Linked DNA regions of Mus musculus: regions 2, 3, 4, 5, 6 and 7 are each linked to region 1. The links are chromatin contacts, called in public Hi-C and promoter capture Hi-C maps. All regions are on one chromosome and are shown on one strand. Each heading gives the region's core, a stretch centred on a gene start, on an enhancer-like site or on the middle of the called end of the contact. The rest is flanking DNA. Distances are from core to core; before and after follow the strand shown. Region 1 holds the start of Lonp2 (lon peptidase 2, peroxisomal). Region 2 holds the start of Fbxw9 (F-box and WD-40 domain protein 9). Region 3 holds the start of Tent4b (terminal nucleotidyltransferase 4B). Region 4 holds the start of Wdr83 (WD repeat domain containing 83). Region 5 holds the start of Gadd45gip1 (growth arrest and DNA-damage-inducible, gamma interacting protein 1). Region 6 holds the start of Prdx2 (peroxiredoxin 2). Region 7 holds the start of Zfp791 (zinc finger protein 791).

What was found. Promoter capture Hi-C pulls out the DNA fragments that hold promoters and counts their contacts. Hi-C and Micro-C count contacts between places; a contact is called where the count stands out from the background.
Region 2: a promoter capture Hi-C map of pre-B cells shows a contact between it and region 1, with 5 times the contacts expected there. The contact joins the promoter of Fbxw9 here to the promoter of Lonp2 in region 1. A contact is called at or near these places in 1 of 39 promoter capture datasets (pre-B cells) and 2 of 115 datasets of contacts at active chromatin or transcription factors (astrocytes and hepatocytes).
Region 3: a Hi-C map of B cells shows a contact between it and region 1, with 5 read pairs. The contact joins the promoter of Tent4b here to the promoter of Lonp2 in region 1. A contact is called at or near these places in 1 of 39 promoter capture datasets (hippocampal neurons) and 1 of 484 Hi-C or Micro-C datasets (B cells).
Region 4: a contact with region 1 is called in a promoter capture Hi-C map of pre-B cells, with 5 times the contacts expected there. The contact joins the promoter of Wdr83 here to the promoter of Lonp2 in region 1. A contact is called at or near these places in 7 of 39 promoter capture datasets (3T3-L1-derived adipocytes, embryonic stem cells, frontonasal cranial neural crest and 4 more), 3 of 115 datasets of contacts at active chromatin or transcription factors (astrocytes, hepatocytes and large pre-B cells) and 1 of 9 other capture datasets (liver).
Region 5: a promoter capture Hi-C map of pre-B cells shows a contact between it and region 1, with 2.5 times the contacts expected there. The contact joins the promoter of Gadd45gip1 here to the promoter of Lonp2 in region 1. A contact is called at or near these places in 2 of 39 promoter capture datasets (liver and pre-B cells).
Region 6: a promoter capture Hi-C map of pre-B cells shows a contact between it and region 1, with 4 times the contacts expected there. The contact joins the promoter of Prdx2 here to the promoter of Lonp2 in region 1. A contact is called at or near these places in 2 of 39 promoter capture datasets (liver and pre-B cells) and 3 of 115 datasets of contacts at active chromatin or transcription factors (T-cell acute lymphoblastic leukemia, astrocytes and pro-B cells).
Region 7: a contact with region 1 is called in a promoter capture Hi-C map of embryonic stem cells, with 4 times the contacts expected there. The contact joins the promoter of Zfp791 here to the promoter of Lonp2 in region 1. A contact is called at or near these places in 1 of 39 promoter capture datasets (embryonic stem cells) and 1 of 115 datasets of contacts at active chromatin or transcription factors (astrocytes).

The regions. Positions count from the first base shown.
Region 1 is chr8:86,622,630-86,625,329 of GRCm38.p6, forward strand. It overlaps Lonp2 (lon peptidase 2, peroxisomal), which reads left to right and starts at 1,414. Exons shown (of 15, transcript NM_025827.3): 1 at 1,414-1,787. The coding sequence starts at 1,555.
Region 2 is chr8:85,058,694-85,061,393 of GRCm38.p6, forward strand. It overlaps Fbxw9 (F-box and WD-40 domain protein 9), which reads left to right and starts at 1,426. Exons shown (of 10, transcript NM_026791.2): 1 at 1,426-1,843. The coding sequence starts at 1,435. It overlaps A230103J11Rik (RIKEN cDNA A230103J11 gene), which reads right to left and starts at 1,767. Exons shown (of 4, transcript NR_110582.1): 1 at 1,714-1,767.
Region 3 is chr8:88,198,507-88,201,206 of GRCm38.p6, forward strand. It overlaps Tent4b (terminal nucleotidyltransferase 4B), which reads left to right and starts at 1,376. Exons shown (of 12, transcript NM_001372333.1): 1 at 1,376-1,996. The coding sequence starts at 1,398.
Region 4 is chr8:85,079,298-85,081,997 of GRCm38.p6, forward strand. It overlaps Wdr83 (WD repeat domain containing 83), which reads right to left and starts at 1,449. Exons shown (of 9, transcript NM_026399.2): 1 at 1,216-1,449; 2 at 1,016-1,136; 3 at 823-928; 4 at 492-540; 5 at 284-410. The coding sequence starts at 1,318. It overlaps Wdr83os (WD repeat domain 83 opposite strand), which reads left to right and starts at 1,666. Exons shown (of 4, transcript NM_001001493.2): 1 at 1,666-1,766; 2 at 1,876-1,981; 3 at 2,480-2,577; 4 at 2,649-2,700. The coding sequence starts at 1,717.
Region 5 is chr8:84,830,838-84,833,537 of GRCm38.p6, forward strand. Gadd45gip1 (growth arrest and DNA-damage-inducible, gamma interacting protein 1) reads left to right here and starts at 1,445. Exons shown (of 2, transcript NM_183358.4): 1 at 1,445-1,803. The coding sequence starts at 1,454. It also overlaps a transcript of Dand5 not described here.
Region 6 is chr8:84,968,300-84,971,076 of GRCm38.p6, forward strand. It overlaps Prdx2 (peroxiredoxin 2), which reads left to right and starts at 1,323. Exons shown (of 6, transcript NM_011563.6): 1 at 1,323-1,463; 2 at 1,941-2,045; 3 at 2,137-2,290. The coding sequence starts at 1,943. It also overlaps a transcript of Rnaseh2a not described here.
Region 7 is chr8:85,118,432-85,121,131 of GRCm38.p6, forward strand. Zfp791 (zinc finger protein 791) reads right to left here and starts at 1,260. Exons shown (of 4, transcript NM_001357366.1): 1 at 1,204-1,260. The coding sequence starts at 1,206.

The DNA of each region.
Region 1 (2,700 bases), core at 164-2,663:
GATTAGACCTGGGTTTTGGTATGAAGTTCCTGTTTTACTCTAAAAACAACTTTTGTGTGACAATTACATGGTTCTGCACAGCTGTTTGGGGTTCAGTCTACAAGAGGCTAGACCTCTTGGCTGCCTGCAAGGCCATATATCATCCTGGAATGACTCTTTTTCTTTGGCCATATGTGTGACTCAGTTAAGACCCTGTCCTAGGAGACCAAGAAAATAATAAAATCAAAAAATTAATTTATTAAACAAAAATAAGTCCAGACATTAGTATGCACACAAAACACTTGTTGCTTTTAGGATATGTATGCATGATAAAAATAAATAAAGTTTTTTTAAAAAATATGCCCCAAGGTTTTTAAGATGGTCATAGTTTCCTCATAAAATACCTACCATGTTCAGAGCCCTTGGTCCAATCCCAAGTACCATTTTTAAAAAGACACCAGGAATCTCAGAGTATAAGTCCTCTACTCTCCAGATAAGACTCTTAATAAAAAGGTAAGTTATTGTATATATTTTTTCTTTATATTACTCCCAAAGTCTATCTCAAGATATCTACACAATGCATACTTGATGAGTGTGTCACAACCAAGATCATCACCTACCAGTTCACCCTCCCTCTAGACCTCAGTGACTCAGACCACAACCTAGAATCTATCATCCAAATTGTGACCTTCTACAAATAATTGAATGCCCCTTTTTTAAAAGTATCTGTTTAAAATACTAATAAAATAAAGCAAAGATGGAAGCAATATCACAGACTTAAGAGATCCAGGAGATAAACAAAGTGAAAAATTAAGGACGATAGTAAAACCCACCAGCTTGGGAGAAGGTCTATGGATTAGGTAATGGTAATACTAATTTCCTGGGTTATGTGAACCATGGTTATGCAACATAATAGGGAAAACCGAGTGAGAGGTATAGGATACTTGTTAAAATATAAAATCTATTCAATAAAAAGGTTTAAAAATGTCTAGTGCACACCGTCCTTCTCAACATTCCTTCCGAATTTAAATGCAGGCACTGTTCATGCTGTCTGTGCACCAGGTTTGCTTGTCGTCTGGCATCACTGGTTCAGAGAGAAGGGCTGAGCGAAGCGACAGAAATTGGGTATCTCTGGGCTAGCGGGGAGCGGAGGTGTTTAATGTAGGGACCAGCCTGGGGATGCAGCCAGAAATTGAGGGGTTTGGGTCTAGGGGCGGAGCCAGAAGCCGCTACGCTTTAGCTTTGGGGGGGGGGGGGGGGGGAGAGTGACAGACCGGAAGGCTTAGCCGCTGCGGCCTCCGGAAGGGTTGTGGGCGGGCCCGGAAACAGCAGCACATGGCCCGGGGGCGAGTCCGAAGCGTCCGGGCAGAAGTCTGGGAGCCTGGAGAAGGGGCGGGGCCGGAAGCGGCGGCAGGCCTGGGGACCGGAGCCTGGGGAAGGGGCGGTGCCGGAAGCGGCGGCACTCAGGCCTGGGGGCGGGCCGTCGAGTGACGGCTGCGGTGCGTTCGGCGAAGGAAGTGTAGAGTTCGTACTTGGGAGTCCTCCTGACACCTCTGGTGTTGACGACCAGTGGCCATGTCCTCCGTGAGCCCCATCCAGATCCCCAGCCGCCTTCCGCTGCTGTTGACCCACGAGAGTGTGTTGCTGCCTGGCTCCACTATGCGCACAAGTGTGGACACGGCCCGCAACTTGCAGCTGGTGCGGAGCCGCTTGCTCAAGGGCACGTCGTTGCAGAGCACCATTCTAGGAGTCATCCCCAACACACCCGACCCGGCCAGCGACACGCAGGACCTGCCACCATTGCACAGGTAGGCCCGCCGGGCACTCGGAGGGAGGCCCTCCGGGACTCGCGCCCCGGCGGCCTGTGAGCGGAGTTGTGGCTCAAGTCTCCCCAGCGTGAAAAGTGGGAGGGACGCTTTTCGCCAGTGACCGTTAGTGAGCCGGATCAGTCACGGAGCAATGCCTGACACGGGTGGAAACTCTGTGCAGTTCATTTGCTGCCTGTTGCTGGTGCTTATCTGATGTGAATTCGTGTCCTACATAGCCTTCTTCACCGCCCAGCGCCCGGGCCCCTCCCCCATACCACCTTTCACCCTGTCCCCTTTCTTTCAGTCAACCTCCGGTCATGTTCTCCAGCTGAAACATTATAAATCTAGATCTATCTATCTATCTATCTATCTCTCTCTCTCTCTCTCTCTCTCTCTCTCTCTCTCTCTCTCTTTCTTTCTTTCTTTTTCCTGCTCATGCCTAAACTACGCAGTTAACTTTTGGGTGCTTTGTTTTACATGTTGTTACCTATTTTCTCTATTCCCCGACGGCCTCCCCTTCATGAAGGGCCATTCCTGTTAGCATTTTCCTTGGGGTCTCCCACTACAGTCTTCCCAGCCTCTAGGCTCACCTTTGCTCCTTCCTGGCATTTTTATCTTAGGCCCGGGGGATGTCACTGGATAGCCCTGTGTCCCGGCTCTGGTTCGTTGACTTGGGTGGTAGATTTCACCTGCGTCTGACTCTTCCCCTGTGATTTCCCATGTCTCTTAGGTGTGTCTTGAAGGTCCATCTGTGCAGACTGGTTTGCCCCATGCTTCCCTGGACTGCACAGTGATTGTGCGTATAGAGCACTTGAAGTGTGCATGCTCTAATATGAGTTTTAACACTAGAGTGCATGTGTGCCCAGAAAGGCTGTCAATTCTAGGCAGCTCAAGGCAGTTGGTCACCCTAAAT
Region 2 (2,700 bases), core at 176-2,675, 1.6 Mb before region 1:
ACCCTTAAAATCAATTAAAAAGAAAGATTATACCTGGACAGGACTGATTGTGGGGAGCTGTGACTCGTCTATGTGAAATTATCCTGGCCTACTACCTTTAGTCCTTAACCATTTATTGCCCACAGTTTTGCCTGACCTATTTGAAATTGAATCAGAGTTCCTAGACAATGGTCATTTGACCCCAAAATAAACTTAGGCGTGGAGCTTAACTGTTGAAGCCATGCAAAGTTGAAGACCTAAATTAGGATTGCCCACATCAGTGTTGGGCACAGGAGAGCAACTCCTGGTGAACAGAGACAGAAGGCTTCCTGAGGCTCACTGGCTGGCCAGCCAGTCTAGCTAAAAGTCATTAGTCAATAGCTGTTTCAAGATATAAGATGCCTGCTGTGAGAGTTGGCTCAGCACATAAAGATGTTTGCTGCCTGTTTACCTTAATTTGATTCCAGAACCTATGTAAAGGTGATGGAGAAGTGACTCCACAGAGTTGCTCTGATACATGTGACCTGTGGTGCACGGGAGCACACACAAAATTTAGGACAATAAACTAAGATGGAGATTGAAGAAGGCCTCCAACCATCTCAACCTCAGGCCTCCAAATGCGTACAAAGCATAAACTCCAGGGCTGAAACGGTCGATGGCCCATGGCTTAAGAGCACTTTAAGTGAGCGAGATAGGTGCCTTTCATTTCAACAGAGAGAGCAGAGGCAGGTCACCCACCGAATTAGAGGCCATCCTGGATTACTTGTCTAAAACAAAGCAGTTGGTCTTGGAGAAGATGAAAATTGGGTTTCTAGCATCCACAAGAGGTGATTGCCGACCTGTAAACCTAGCTTCAGGGGATTCCAAATATAAGAGTAGAAGCCGGATTAAAGGCGTGCCCACTGCCCGGGTTGAGGACCCAGTGACCATTTTTTTTTTTTAAGAATTATTTAGCTGGGTGGTGGTGGCACATGCCTTTAATCCCAGTACTCGGGAGGCAGAGGCAGGTGGATTTCTGAGTTCGAGGCCAGCCTGGTCTACAAAGTGAGTTCCAAGACAGCCAGGGCTATACAGAGAAACCCTGCCTTAAAAAAAAAAAAAAAAAAGGAGTAGAAATAAAAGATAAACGCCGGGCGTGGTGGTGCACGCCTTTAATCCCAGCACTCGGGAGGCAGAGGCAGGTGGATTTCTGAGTTCGAGGCCAGCCTGGCCTACAAAGTGAATTCCAGGACAGCCAGGGCTATACAGAGAAACCCTGTCTCGAAAAACCAAAAAAAAAAAAAAAAAAAAAAAACCATTCACACCCGCACAGGACTAGACGTCTGATTTCCAAGCAATATCTGGCAGGTGTTAGTCTCTGACGTCATCTAATGGGCGCCGGAAGTGATCTCGCGCTGCCTAGGAAACAAGACGCGGCTCTGGCTAAACCTGTACAGCCGCGCCCACCCGGGCGCCATGGATCTTTCCTCAGGGCGGAGTGGGGATCCTCGCTCTTGTGAGGAGGAATCTGACCCCGAGCCAGATCCCGACCCTGACACTCAAGCTGAGGCCTACGTAGCCCGTGTGCTTACCCCTCCCAAGCTTGGCCTGACCCCGCGGCGCTCGTCACTGCAGTCCATGTTCTCCGCGTCCCTAGGCGTGCCGGAGCGAAAGGCCGCCTCCAAAGTCCCGGCCGTGCGCCTACCGGGCCTCTTGAGCCTTCCCCCGGAGCTGCTGCTGGAGATCTGTGCCTACCTGGATGCGCGAGTCGTGCTTCAAGTCCTGCCGTGCGTGTGCCAAGCGTTGCACGACCTCGTGCGTGATCGTGTCACCTGGAGGCTACGCGCTCAGCGCCGCGTACGCGCACCCTACCCAGTGGTGGAAGGTATGCACATCCTTGGGAGACAGGAATTTTGGGGTGCTGCCTAATCCTTGTCGACCACAAGGCCACTTGGTTTCCTCAGGAAGTGCTCTGGACCTGGGATTTCTAAACTTAAAATCCAAAGATTTCCGGGTTTGCGCTTTGTTAGCACAAAGGCCCTAGCCCAAGAATTCCCAAGCTTTGGAAACAACTTGAGGCACAAGCAGCAACTAGCATAACAAAGCCTTTGACCCATGGAGTGTTGATCCAGGATTCGTTAAGAGGTTCTGAATTTCTAGACTCCCGATTGGGATCATTAATACCAGTAATCTTTCAGTTCTAGGTCTAGCCTGTCACCTTTTCTATTTTATTTTATTATTTTGGGGCAGGTTCTCATGTAGCTCCTTAGCCTTACAAGTGTTTGGGCTAGCCTTGTCATCTTTGCAGAGCTGTGTTGTTCCTTCTGCCCTTGAGGTCATTGGTTTCTGGAGGAAGAGACAACTTGAAATCGATGATTTTGAGTTTTTGCTGTTGCTTTTAAGGACAGAACTCAGGGCTTTGGCTATGCTAGGTAAATGCTTTATGACGTGTCCCATCCTCAGCATGTCTCGGACATGTTCCTGGTTCTGATATTGCTAGGTTCTCAGGCTCTTGATTCCTCTAATCTGGAAGAGTTTGATTCTTCTGCATTAGGGAGTTGCCCTCCAACCCCGAGTCAGATTTACAAACAGCTTTGATAAAACAGGTGCTTGGACCTCCTCCAGACCATTGAATGGCTGACCTGAGGTTTAGATTCTGACTTGGGAGGGGGCAGGAAGAGCGACTAGGGATAACTTAGGTAAGTTCTCTACTGCCGAGCCATATTTCCCACCCCTTGGCTT
Region 3 (2,700 bases), core at 126-2,625, 1.6 Mb after region 1:
ACTCTAATAGAGTTACAATTAGCTCAGCCAGTGGTCATTGTATTCTTTTTTTTTTTTTCCCCCTAAGAAAAAACGTAGAGCAATGATTCATTCTGTGACAAACAGATTTTTAATCCTTTGCAAAATAAGTAAATAAACAAAACCAATCACCACCACCCCAAACTTTCCAGGATATTGAACTGGGCACAGAGCCAAAACTCAAGTGTCAGTCAGGGACTCGGTTCTGGAATTTGCAGCGAGCTTGAAGCATGCGCACAGTAAGTGTTCTAGTCTTCTGGATAATGTTAATTACTGACAACCACCCCCTGCCCCCTTTTTGGTTATTTTTCGCGCCAGAAGAAAGCTACACAAATGGGCATTCTATGAAAAACGATCATTAACCGCAACGGTAGTGTGATTTTAGGTTTAAAAGGCTTCGAGTATTCTTAGTTATGAAAGTTGAGGGGCTTTGAGCTCGTAAGTGCACCTTGGAACAGCCGCGCTGTGTGGCCCTCCAGCCGGGCAGCGGTGCCAGCACTCGCGACCCAGAGGCCGCTGAGACCGCTCCGGAACCGAGATGCGCGTGCAGCCGCGTGCTAACCCGGCCCTTGAGCGGAAGCCCGCCCTTCTCGTGCTCGCGCGGCGCGCGGCCAGGAGCCCCGGGGCCGCGCCGGGACCGAGGGGCGGAGCCGGCGGTCCGGAGCGGGGTGGGCGGCGCAAACCAGTCACTTTCCGCGGAGTCGGCAGCCGCCTCGTGTGCCTCGGCGGCGCTTGAGCGGCAACAGAGTCCTGCGGCGGCGCGCGCGTCCGAGGTGCCCGGAGGCCCAGGTACGTGCGACCCCAGCTAAGCTAGCGCGGGACGGTTGACCAGGCGGTTGCGGCCCCGCTGCCTGCAGCCTGCCGCGGCCTCTGTGACGCGCGGTGCGGCCTCGGGGAACCCGCGGACGGCTGGCAGCAGGGACGGGGCGGGGCGAGCGCGGCGGCGGGGCAGGCGGAGCGGAGCGAGGGGCGGAGCCGGCGGAGGCCCCGCCCCGGGGCCGAGCAGCACGGACGCTACGGAGCAGGCGCGTCCCGCTGCCGCCGCCGCTGCCGCCGCCGCCGCCGCTGCTGCTGCCGCCGCCGCCACCACCGCCGCCGCCGCTCGCCCTTCTCGGGATCCGCCGCCGCCATTTGCACGGGAACCCCGGTGACAGGGGCTCGGCGGAGGGGCGGAGGGAGGGGGGAGGGCCTGCGAGCCCCGAGGGCGGGAGCGACGCCGCCGGCGCCGGCCAGGCTCCCTGCGCTACCGCGCCGCCCGTGGCGGAACCCGGGTGGCAGCGGCGGCGGCGGCCGAGGGCGGGCGTGCGCCTGAGGCAGCGGCGGCGGCGGCGGCCCTGCGGGCGGCCGGGAGGGGCGGGGGCAGCGGCCGCCGCCGTTTGATGGATCCGAGGATCGCCTGGTTCCAGCCAGAGCAGCTCGGACCGTCCAATAGTCTGTGGATGCAGATCTGGGAGACGACCCAGGGGCTGAGGAACCTCTACTTCAACCACCACTGTCACAGCAGCGGCGCGAGCAGCGCGAGCGGCGGGAGCGGCAGCGGCCCCGGCAGCCCCGGCGGCACGGCCCCGGCCCCGGCCGGCATGTTCCGCTCGGGGGAGCGCCCACTGGGCGGCCTCGCCGTGCCCGCGGAGCAGCGGGACTTCCTGCCCCTGGAGACGACCAACAACAACAACAATCACCACCAGCCGGCGGCCTGGGCACGGCGGGCATCGGCGGGCCCCTCGGCGTCGCCGGTCCCATCGGCTCCCTCGTCCCCGCGACCGGCGGCCGCACTCCCCGCCTCCGAGTCTACCGACCCGGCCTCGGGCAGCAGCAACAAGAGGAAACGTGACAACAAGGCCAGCACCTACGGACTCAACTACAGCCTGCTGCAGCCCAGCGGAGGGCGCGCGGCCGGAGGCGGACGGGCGGACGGCGGCGGGGGCGTGTACAGCGGGACCCCGTGGAAGCGACGGAACTACAACCAGGGAGTCGTGGGGTGAGTGCTGGCGTCGTGGCCTGCGTCTTGGAGGGTCGGCACACCCGCACAGCGGGGAACACGCCCACAGGCGGGAGGGGGGGATGATGGGTGGGGGATGGGGAGCCCCAGTGGGGCCTCCAGAGCATCGGTGGCCATTCATTCCTTCATAGCTTGACCAGTCTCGGTGGACCTTTCTTTGGAATTCCTTTGGAAAAAGTGGAGCTATCCTCTCCTTTTCGTAGTCATCTCTACCTTCCTCCTCTCCTAACTGTCCACACCTTCCCGATGCATTCTTGCTTGTCCTTCTCCTGGATCTTTCTATGCTCTAGAATTCAGCCTGCCCTCTGATCCCTTTCTGTCCTCCACACCTTGCTCCCCACCACCACACCCCAAGATGAAGCCCCTTAGCATCGGGCTAGTTAACTTCCTGAGAACGTTTCTGCCTTAGCGTCTTTAGATGTTAGGACCAGGAGGTGCTCTTCTTGCCAAGAATAGAAACATCCAGAATGCTCCTTCCCCTCCCCCAGTCCACGACGAAAATCTCCTCAGCCCTGAAAGACACTGCCTGCTCTTGATCCTTTGGCCCATCTTTTATATTTACTTAAGGAAAAAAAAAAAAAAAGCCAGTGTTTGCCATGTCTGTCGTGAGCAGAAAGCACTGAGTGACAGCTAGCTTGAAGTTGTCATAGATGGTGAGCTTTTCTGAGCCCTGACAGAACTTT
Region 4 (2,700 bases), core at 199-2,698, 1.5 Mb before region 1:
TGTGTGTGTGTGTGTGTGTGTGTGTGTGTGTGTGTGTGTGTGTTAGTTGTTGTTTTGAGACAGGGTTTCCCTACATAGCCCTGACTACTTGGAGATCCAAGGCCTCTGCCACCATGCCCTTCACGGCTCATTCTGATACTCAGCACTTGGGAGGTAGAGGCAAGAGGATTAGGAATTAAAGACCGCCTTGGATTACAAAAGACCCTGACTCAAAAGACCAAACCATGGCCACTATGACCTCCAGTGGCACCAGGGCAAGGAGTGTGGCCCTGGACTCACTCACCCTGCCAAGATCTCATGGTCTGACACCTTTACACTGGATATGCCGTCTCTAGCTTCATCTAGTGTTTGCACCGGCTCAGGCTTCCGAGAACGACAATCCCAACATCGGACACTGGAATCGATAGAACCTGTAAGGTCAATGTGAAGATGAGGTCAGGTTTGGGTCTCTGGGCAGCGGGCAGTTTCTAGCTGTCCAGACCTAGACTCACCAGACAGGATGACTGTAGCCTCTTCATTAAACTGAACGGTGTTCACCTTCTGAGAATCAGGAATTACCAATTTAGAGGAGTGAGGCTTTGGAGGATTGGGATTAAGGCAAGGCTCTCAGTGCATGTTAAAGCAAGGGCACATGTTATAGGTAGGGAAGGTGAAAGGTTCTAGGGAAACTGGAAGGAAGACAGTGCTTGGTGGCTGTCACGGTATACTAGATGGGCACAATGGGGGAAGACTGTGATGGAAGGATCTTCCTCGTACCACCTACGGGCTAATATGGATCTCCACAATGCACACGTTAACGAGGGTCTTCTCGCTTGTACTCACTCCAGCGTGGCCCCGAAATTTGCGCACGACCTGCCCAGTTGCTACATCCCACAGCACCACCGTCTTGTCCCCGCCACCAGAACAGAGATGGCTGTTATCAAAGGAGCTGGAGGACAGGGAAAAGAAGGTCAATATCCACTCACGACCCTAGCTAGCCTCTGCGCTCCTTATTCCAGCCTAGCCCGGAGCTCACCCAGCCGCATCTAGCACTTCGTAGCCGTGGCCACTGTAGGTCCGCAGCAGCGTCCCACGCAGCGGGTTCCACAGCTTTAGGGTTTTATCGCTGCCGCACGTCAGGCAGTAGTTGCCGTCCACTGGGGAACAAAGGGCAGGGGTTACGGGACCGCCGGTCTCGGGTGGAGGGACGCCCGGGAGGAAGGCGAAGGCGCTTACCATTAAATCGCACGGCTCGCACCGCGCCCTGGCTGCAGTCCAGCGTCTTCATCCGTTTCTGCGGCAGCTCCGGTGCCCGCGGCTTTGGCTCGGGAAAAGCCATACTTTTAAATGCATCAGTCCGCTGCCTGCTTTACTGCTGATGTATTGAGACCACCGTCCTCCCAAGCTTTCAAAGAGACTTGCTCGAGTGTAACATTATTATTGTCCCCCAGGATTTATTTCCTGCTTTGCACTTCCGTGCAAAATTTCAGCGCGTTAATGACAGTTTTGGGGATACTGAAAAGTCCTTTCAGTTTTTTTTCCCTAGACTTCCTACTTTCCAGGAACTGTTTTGGCCTTTTCTCATTCTCCTTTTTCTGGCTGAGAGTCGTCCCTCTCACTGCTATTGGGAACAGAAGCGCTGGCTACTGGTGTTACTCTAAAAGCCATCCTTCATTCCCACGCCCGGAAGTTGCTCTTCTAGCTGTGAAAGAAGGACGGCGTGGTCTTCAGTTTGCTATGTCCACTAACAATATGTCCGACCCACGAAGGCCCAACAAAGTGCTGAGGTGAGCAGTCCAGCAAGTCATGGCAAGGCGTCTTTGGTTGTGGCCGTGGGTCATGGCTAAGGTGGCCCAGGTGGGACTTGATCGCTCCTGATCCTTGAACATGTCGCAGGTATAAGCCTCCCCCGAGTGAGTGCAACCCGGCTTTAGACGACCCGACTCCGGACTACATGAATCTTCTTGGCATGATCTTCAGCATGTGTGGCCTCATGCTTAAGGTGGGTGGGGATGAACCTCCCTGAGTGTCTGTTGGTCCGCCTGAAACTGAGGTCTGGGGTGGGTTCAGAAAGAGGCGGGTCCTCTGGCTGTGCTAGAGGTGGGGAAGGGGGTGAGGTCAGCTAGGGGTGGAGCTAGGGTGACGCCCCAAACGTAGGGGAAGTTGGGCTTGCACTTGACTTGTACACTGCCTAGCGGGGTCTGAGGGTGGAGCCTAACTTAGGCAAGTTACAGACGACTTGTGGAAAAGAGGCCGGGAGGGTCCTTAGCATGTGGGAATGTTAGAGCAGTCTGAGAGGATGCGGTAGGGTGAGAGGTGCAGGACACACATTGGCATCAGAAGCCTGCTGCTTCGAGTAGGCTCTGAGGGTTGGTGTTGAGGTGCTTCCCCGGGAACAAGGTCCGAGCTGCAGGTAGAACCTGATATCTGAGGACCTTGGTGGTGGGAGCTCCTTGGTATACTTGTCACTGACCCGGTCTTCTCACCCACCTTTCTTCAGCTGAAGTGGTGTGCTTGGGTTGCTGTCTACTGCTCCTTTATCAGCTTTGCCAACTCGCGGAGCTCGGAGGACACTAAGCAGATGATGAGTAGCTTCATGTGAGGATGCTGAATAAGGGGATGGGGTCCCATGCGTGCTCCCCAGCACTGACAGCTCTTTTCCATCTCAGGCTCTCTATCTCCGCCGTGGTGATGTCCTATCTGCAGAATCCTCAGCCCATG
Region 5 (2,700 bases), core at 195-2,694, 1.8 Mb before region 1:
TTCGAGGCCAGCCTGGTCTACAAAGTGAGTTCCAAGACAGCCAGGGCTACACAGAAAAACACTGTCTCGAAAAACCAAAAAAAAAAAAAAAAAAAAAAAAAAAAAAAAAGGTAAACTGCACATGATGGTCTCAGATCTTTAATTTCAGCACTGGGAAGGCAGAGGCAGAACCCTGTAAGTTCCACAGTGAATTCCAGGCCAGCCAGCTGGCACTACATAACAAGACTCAAAAAAACCAAACAACACCAACACACACACACAAACACACACGACCAAACAAGTTAGAATCCATGGAGCTGGAGAAATGGCTGAAAAGTTTAAAATATTTCCTGTCTTCCAGAAGACTTGAAGAATTTGGTTTCTTGTATTCAAGTCCCTTGACAATTGCTTGTAAGGCCAGTCTGAGAGGGTTCCATTGGCTTCCACTGGCACCCACACATGAGGCGCACACACACACACACTAAATCTTTTTAAAGATTTAAAAGGTAACATAAGCCTAAATATTAAAGTAGAAATATTTAATATATTAGAGAAATTTAAAAGCACAGATGTGAAGGGAAATAAAATATACAATAAAGCAGACATATTTAAAGCATTAATATTTCAAAATTAAAAATCAAAATGTCAAATACAGTAATTTAAATAATACTGGCACACCAGTTTTTTTCTTTTCTTCTTTTTGTTGTTGTTGTTTCTCTGTTTAACAGCCCTGGCTGTTCTGGAAGTCACTCTGTACACCAGGCTGACCTTGAACTCACAAAGATCCGCCTGTCTCTACCTCCAAGTTATGAAATTAAAGGCATGCGCCCCTACCGCCCGGCCAACGCACGCCACTTTTAAGTCTTATTTTAAACAGGCTCATTACCGGTCATCCTAGCACAGGCGAGACTGATTTAGAAATCGATGCCATCCTGAATTATGCCAAGAAGTTCCAAGATGACCTGGCTACAGGATGATATCCTATTTCAAAATCCCAAATGATGGCCGGGAAGAAGGCTCGGAGGGTAAAGGCATTTGCCACCAGGCAAGATGATTTTAGTTCTATTCCCACAACTCTTGCTTGGTGGAAGGAGAAAACCGACTTCCCCAAGCTGTCCTCTGACCTCCACTTAATCACCAACACTTCAACACTTTCGTCCCCCAATAAATAAACTGCAGAAATCCTTTCTTTTTTTCTTTTTTGATACACGTAGTCTTGGCAGCCCTGGAACTCATAGAGATCCTCCTGCCTCTGCCTCCTGATTGCTGGAATTAAAGAGGTAAGCCACCAGCCATACAATATTCTCTTAACAAACAATTGCTCCCCCCGCCCCACCCGCATTAAACGTTCACCTGCGCCGTACGGACTAAAGCAGCGCGGCGCTCCTCCGCTCCCCGGCCGGAGGCCCCCGGTGTTTCCGCCGCGCAGGCAGCGCCGTAGCCAGCCCCGCTGCCGCGAGGACCCACAGCCAAGATGGCGGCGCTCGCAATGCGGAGTGGCTATCTCCTGCGGCTCTCTGTGGCTCTGGGTCCCAGGTCCCGCAGCTACCGTGCGCCCCCGCCCCCGCGCCGCCGTCCCGGGCCCCACTCGCCAGACCCGGAGAACCTGCTGACCCCGCGATGGCAGCTAACGCCCCGCTATGTGGCCAAGCAGTTCGGACGACATGGCGCCATCTCCGGGGTGCCCCCGGCCTCCCTGTGGCCCACCCCAGAGCAGCTGCGCGAGTTGGAGGCCGAGGAGCAAGAATGGTACCCGAGCTTAGCGACCATGCAAGAGTCGCTGCGCTTGCAGCAGCAGGCCTTGGAGGCAAGGCGCCAAGCCAGGTGGGTGTGATGGGGCACGTACCCCAGGGCCCCGAAACCAGGAATCATCCGTAGTAGGCACGCGGATCCCTTGTGGCGTGGGCTTAAACATTACATGTTAACTTTGCTGCAAAGCAGACATCCTTGTAGTCATTCAACTGCAGTTTTTGGTTTTTTGTTTTTTTTTTTTTCTTTTGGTTTTTCGAGACAGGGTTCTTCTGTGTAGCCCTGGCTATCCTGGAACTCACTCTGGTCTCGAACTCAGAAATCCGCCTGCCTCTGCCTCCCAAGTGCTGGGATTAAAGGCGTGCACCACCACCCCCGGCCTCAACTGCAGTTTTAATGTTTGTTTTTACTTGTCCTCTTCCTTTATCAGTAGCCTGCCCTTTTATTCTAAATAGCAAGGACTCAATTAACCAGAACTCATTTTATTGCCCAGGCTGGCCTCGAATCTAGGATCCATCTGTCTTTACCTTCTGAATATCTGCTATTACAGGCCTGTACCAGTCCCAGCCTCAACTCTATATACTTCCCTAGTTACTCTGCAAGGATATAAGGACCCACACACCAGGGAACAAAGCAGACAGAGGATTCGGATGATGACTGAGGAACCCCCCCCCCCCAAGGAAGACAAACACAGTTAAAAGTGCATGCTAGCTCTTGTGATGTTTAAGCAAATCCCCATATAACCAGATACTGTTACTGGAAAAATCTCAAGGCATGAGTTCCCAGTAGAGGGAGCAACTGTTGCAAAGGCCCTGAGGTTGAGAAGTGGGAATGATGATTCTCAATTAGAGAACAGCCCAGGTGAAACCTTTTATCACAAATAATCTGGTCTTGGTGGAGCACACCTTTAATCCCAGCCTTCTGGAGACAGGCAGGTTAGATCACCGAGTTTTGAGGCCAGCCAGCCTAGTC
Region 6 (2,777 bases), core at 73-2,572, 1.7 Mb before region 1:
AATTTTTATGCTCAGGAGAAGCGATATATATATATTTTTTAAGGTAGTGCTAAAGAGCCACTGACCTACAGTTTTACAAGACCCTTTCCTTTCCTTTCCTTTCCTTTCCTTTCCTTTCCTTTCCTTTCCTTTCCTTTCCTTTCTTTCCTTCCTTCCTTAAAAACAAAACAAAACAACAGAGCCTCATGTACCCCAAGCTGGCCTCCAAGTCCTTGGGTAGCCAAAGATGTCTTTGAATTTCAGGTCCCTACTCCTCCCAAATGCTAGGATTGTAGGTGTGTACGGGTACAGTGGATTATGCAGCGCTGGGGAAGGATCAAAACTTCGGACATGCTGGGCCAGTGCTCCACCAACTGAGTACCAAATGCAATCCCAACCCTTCATCAGAATTCTTCACTGATACTTCCTCATGTAGATGAACTCACAAAGGCTGGTGCCCCACACCCTTCCTCAGCAGATCTTTGCCAAATGGCATCCCCTTTCCCTATTCTTCCCTTAGGCCTTTTGCTGTTCCCTTTTCACTGTCTCACAGTCCCTGTGACTTTAACTGTGCTAGTCATTCCAGCTGTGTTGGTTCTTACCACCTCAAGCTGACTGGCCAGTTTCTTTCTCTGCCTCCACCCTTCTAGCACTATGTTAATAGGTTGTTTATTAGACAGGCAGTGTTTAATATAATTATCAGATGACCAAGGAAGCTGCGGGGCAAGAAGTTGAGAACAAAAGGTAGTACGGTTGGGGCATGGCTGTAAATTTTCAATAAAGTGAAACGGAACAAAATAAAACAAAACAATAACTCACAGACGAGAAATCACACTCAGAGAAAAAGTGCCCAGTTCCTTGAGACCCAGCCTGCACTGAGCTGGGCAGGGATCTGAAGTCAGCCAGAGAGGGTCTGTTTGTAGGGCCTTGGCCAAGTGAGGCCTTCGGGGGTTGGGGTGGGGAGGACACCTTTTCATAGCGTAACTCCCGTCCACCTGCTAGTTTACCCTTTTGTCGCTGCAGCGTCAGCAGCTCCCAGGTATCACCTTCACCGTGCGGGCCAAAGTATTGGTAGTCTGGGTCGATCTGAGTAGGGGACACCAGACCTAGGAGCACTAGGGGAGTCAGCAACGGAGCCAAGTGGCTCCGGGCCATGCCCGGATTCCAACCGACCCCAACGCGCCCCGTGGCCGAGGCTCGCGAGGAGCCCACAGCACAGACAATCTTGGCGTCCGAAAGGGCACACCCCACCCAACCCTTGTGAAAGCGTGTGGACCGGGCCACGCGGCGCCTTCCCCTCACCCCCCCGGCAGCCGCAATGGATCCGACCGCGGCGCTGTCCCGCCCACCTCCCCGCGCACTGCCTGGTGTGGTTTGGGCCACGCATAAAAGGTTCTCCGGCCTAGGGCTCTCTCGGTTTTGAGATCTCTTTCCTGTCTCTACCCGTGTCTGGACGTCCGTGTGTCCGGCTCTTGCTCACGCAGGTATGAAAACCCAGAATGCACACGAATGGGAGGAGCCCCACTAGTGTGGTGCAGGCCTCATCACGACCTCTATGCTTGGAGGTCTTTGTTTTCCATGTTCAATGGTGGCCGCTTTGTCCTTGCCCGGGAAACCAAGGCCCGAGCCCTGGCTTGCAGGCTGGATCACCGAGCTCGGCAGTCCATCGCTCTTAGCTTAGCCGTCCTATTCTGGAACTAGGAGCTCACTTCCCCCTCCACCCGCACTCGGTCTGACTCCATAATTTGGGTAGCAGCGGTGACCCATCATTCGTTCCCTGTTTAGGGGGGCGGGTATTCAGAGGCCTTGCAGACTTTATACTGGGAGGGTGAATATGAGCGCTCCTTCCACCTCTCTCGGTTTTACTATCTAGACTTAGCACCAAAAGTGACCTTGGAAAGGCAAGACAAAGGATCTTCTAAGGCTCTAAAGACCAAGCTTGTGTGGGTCTCTGATTTCAGTCATGGCCTCCGGCAACGCGCAAATCGGAAAGTCGGCTCCTGACTTCACGGCCACAGCGGTGGTGGATGGTGCCTTCAAGGAAATCAAGCTTTCGGACTACAGAGGTGAGGCTGAGCGGAGTGGGAGCAGGTGGGGTCAGGGTCTACATGTGAAAGAAGTTAGCACTGACTTCCCTTCCGTTCTCCTCTTCCCTAGGGAAGTACGTGGTCCTCTTTTTCTACCCACTGGACTTCACTTTTGTTTGCCCCACGGAGATCATCGCTTTTAGCGACCATGCTGAGGACTTCCGAAAGCTAGGCTGCGAGGTGCTGGGAGTGTCTGTGGACTCTCAGTTCACCCACCTGGCGTGGTAAGGGGCTGCAGGAGGAGGGTTGCAGGGGTCTTGAGGTAGGTGGTGAAGTGGGAGGTGCAGAGAGGATGAAGGACCGCCCAAATTATAGGGACAAACTGTGTCTTCCCGTTTTTCATCTTATAAAGAATGGAAACAATGACACCCAAGCCCACACGAAGATGATAGTAATTAGCATTTGGCACCTTGTTGGAAGGTACCTGCCAAAGGAGTCTCAGTTCTCTGGAGACAGGCTGCCTTGCTGTATTTTGCTATTCTCAATAATGATGGGTTGTGCTCCATACCAGAGCTAGATGGTGATGGGAAGAATCCCCCTGTGTGCGCGCACACACAAGTCTTTCAGAACTAGAAGTCAATAATTCCAGGGCTCATTCTTGCAAGGCAAGTGCCCTGCCTCTGAGCTCCATGTCTGCTGTTGGCTAATCACTTTCATACGGGGTCTCTACTGCAAGTTGCTGGAGCCCACGGGCACAAGTGAAGCCATTTG
Region 7 (2,700 bases), core at 10-2,509, 1.5 Mb before region 1:
GTTTATTAAGAGTCCAGGACAGCCAGAAACCCTGTCTCAGAAAAAAACAAAAACAAAAACAAACTCACACACACACACACACACACACACACACACACACACACACACACACACACACACACACAGAGAGAGAGAGAGAGAGAGAGAGAGAGAGAGAGAGAGAGAGAGAGAGAGAGAGAGAGAGAGAGCGCCAGAGAGAGCGCACCCCTGCAGGTAAGAAGAAGGTATCAGAGGCCAGAAGGAGGTATCATATCCCCTGGAACTCTGGAGTTACTGGTTAGCTACTGGAACTGAACCCAAGACTTCTGTAAGGGCAGAGTGCTCTCAGCCTAGCCACTGAACCATCTCTCTAGCCTTTCTTTCTTGGAGACAGGGTCTCACATTGGCCTGGAATTTATTATGTAGCCTAAGGTAGAATCAAACTTGAAGTGATCTCTCTGCTTCGGCTTCCTGCCAGGATTATAGGCCTGGCGAGCCAGGGTTTTGCTTGCTCTCTCTCTCTCTCTCTCTCTCTCTCTCTCTCTCTCTCTCTCTCTCTTTCTCTCTCTCTGGACTTATTTTATTTCAGGTGCATGAATGCTGCATATATGTATTTGTACCACCTCTGTGCCTTGTGCCCAAGGTGGTCAGAAGTGTAGAGTCTCTTATATCTGGAGCTAAGGTTGGTTGCGAACCACCATATGGGTGCTGGGAACAGAAGCCCTTTCCTTGAGAGCCTCAAGTACTCTTAACCGCTGAGCCATCTCTTCAGCCCCAACGAGGGTTACAGTATCTAAACACTGCGCTTGTGAATGCACCACTTAGGCCACTCAGAGATCACTAAGTTCTGTTCTAAACCGGAGTGGGAAGAAGCTGAGGTTTAGAAATTAGCGAAGGCTGTGGAAATTTAGAGATTTACTTCTAGCCCTAGAAAGACTAGACTAGAGGGCAAGGCCTCAAGTCGGTGGCTGTGTCCAACACCTTCATAAGACCGAGTGGTACCAGTGACCCTGGGGCGAGCGGAGGCCCTGGCCGCACAAGCGTAGCTCTTCCAGTGCCCAAATCCGGTCACAGACCTGCAGGACTCGGGAGTCCCGCGCCCGAAACACCGCTCCTGCGCTCCTGCGGGGCTGGCCACTGCTCGGCCGGATAGAATCAACAGCCCTCCCCCTTTCTCCTTCCCTCCCCTATCCCCTTGGGTGGGTGGGGGGCAGCCGCACTCACCATGGCAGGCCTTCACCGATCAATGCTTCTCCTTGTCTCAAGGAAATCACACTTGTCTGTCACTTAGTCTGAACAGATTTATACAATGTCCCGCGCATGTGCATAACATGGCCACGCCCACTCCCCGCCTTAAGGGAGTCACCTTTCCTGATTGACCAGGTAGCCGAGGGCTTAAGCTGGGGCTTCTGCGTTTAAGTTGTTCTGGTGAGACCCGGACGTCTTTCTGCAGCCGCTTCTGAATAAGGGAATGCAAATATTCTCGGTTTCCAGATGGTGCGACATCTAGCGTTATCCGGAGTAGTTTATAGTGTTTACAAGAGGAAGAAAGCCTTCCAGGGATGGAGGCTATTCCTGAAATCATGGTTGTTTGCCATAGACACTTTGTTTTTTAAGGCAGGGTTTCTCTGCGTAGCCCTGACTGTCCTGAAACTCGCTCTGTAGACCAGGCTAGACTCTAACAGAAATTTATCTGTCTGCCCGTGCCTCCTGAGTGCAGGATTAAAGGCCATTGCCACTGCTTGGCCTGCAGACACTTTTTTTTTTTTAAAGATTTATTTATTTATTTATTTATTTATTTATTTATTTATTTATTTATTTATTTATTTATTTATTATGTGTAAGTACACTGTAGCTATCTTCAGACACTTCAGAAGAGGGCGTCAGATCTCATTACCGGTGGTTGTGAGCCACCATGTGGTTGCTGGGATTTGAACTCAGGACCTTTGGAAGAGCAGTTGGTGCTCTTAACCACTGAACCATCTCTCCAGCCCGACACTCTTTTAAAGGAACCCTGCAGCCGGGAACGGCAATGCACTTTGCAATCCCAGAGATTGGGAGCTGAAGCATGATCAGGAATTCAGGCATCTGTAATTTGTTCAAGGCCAGCCTGGGCTGCATGAGACCCTGTATAAAAATAAAGTGAACTTGAGGGTATAGTTCAGTGCTTAACCATTGTGAAACCATCCATCCCCACAAACAAACAAAAAAGTCTCCCTGGTACATATGGTCAGGATTTGCTTCATAGTTTCCCCATCTTCACAGATCCAGGTTTTAAAAAGGAACCCCCCTACTCTGGTCTGACATTTGAATTGGACAACCTCAGAATGAGTGTAGCTTTCTTTCTCTGTTTCTCTGCTATGTAACAAGGGCTGGTACTGTAGCTCAGGCTACCCTAGAACCCAGGACCCTTCTGCCTCAGGCTCCCTAGTATTGTAATTACAGATATTTGTTGTTTTTAACAAAATCTCAATTGTTTGATTTTACCAATGAAGACACAGAAGCCAGATGCCTGGATGAAAGCCTGCTGGCTCAGGGAGGCAGAGAAAGCACCCAGCTGATTTTCATCCTCAGCTGAAATCTCAGCTGAAACCTCTCTCACACCTTCAAAACATCCCAAAGGTCTCAGAAACCTTCAAACTCCAGTCCCCTTCTGCTGTCTTCAGATCAAGATGTTGAATAGAATTCTTGGATCCTCCAGTACCATGTCTGCCTGCACCC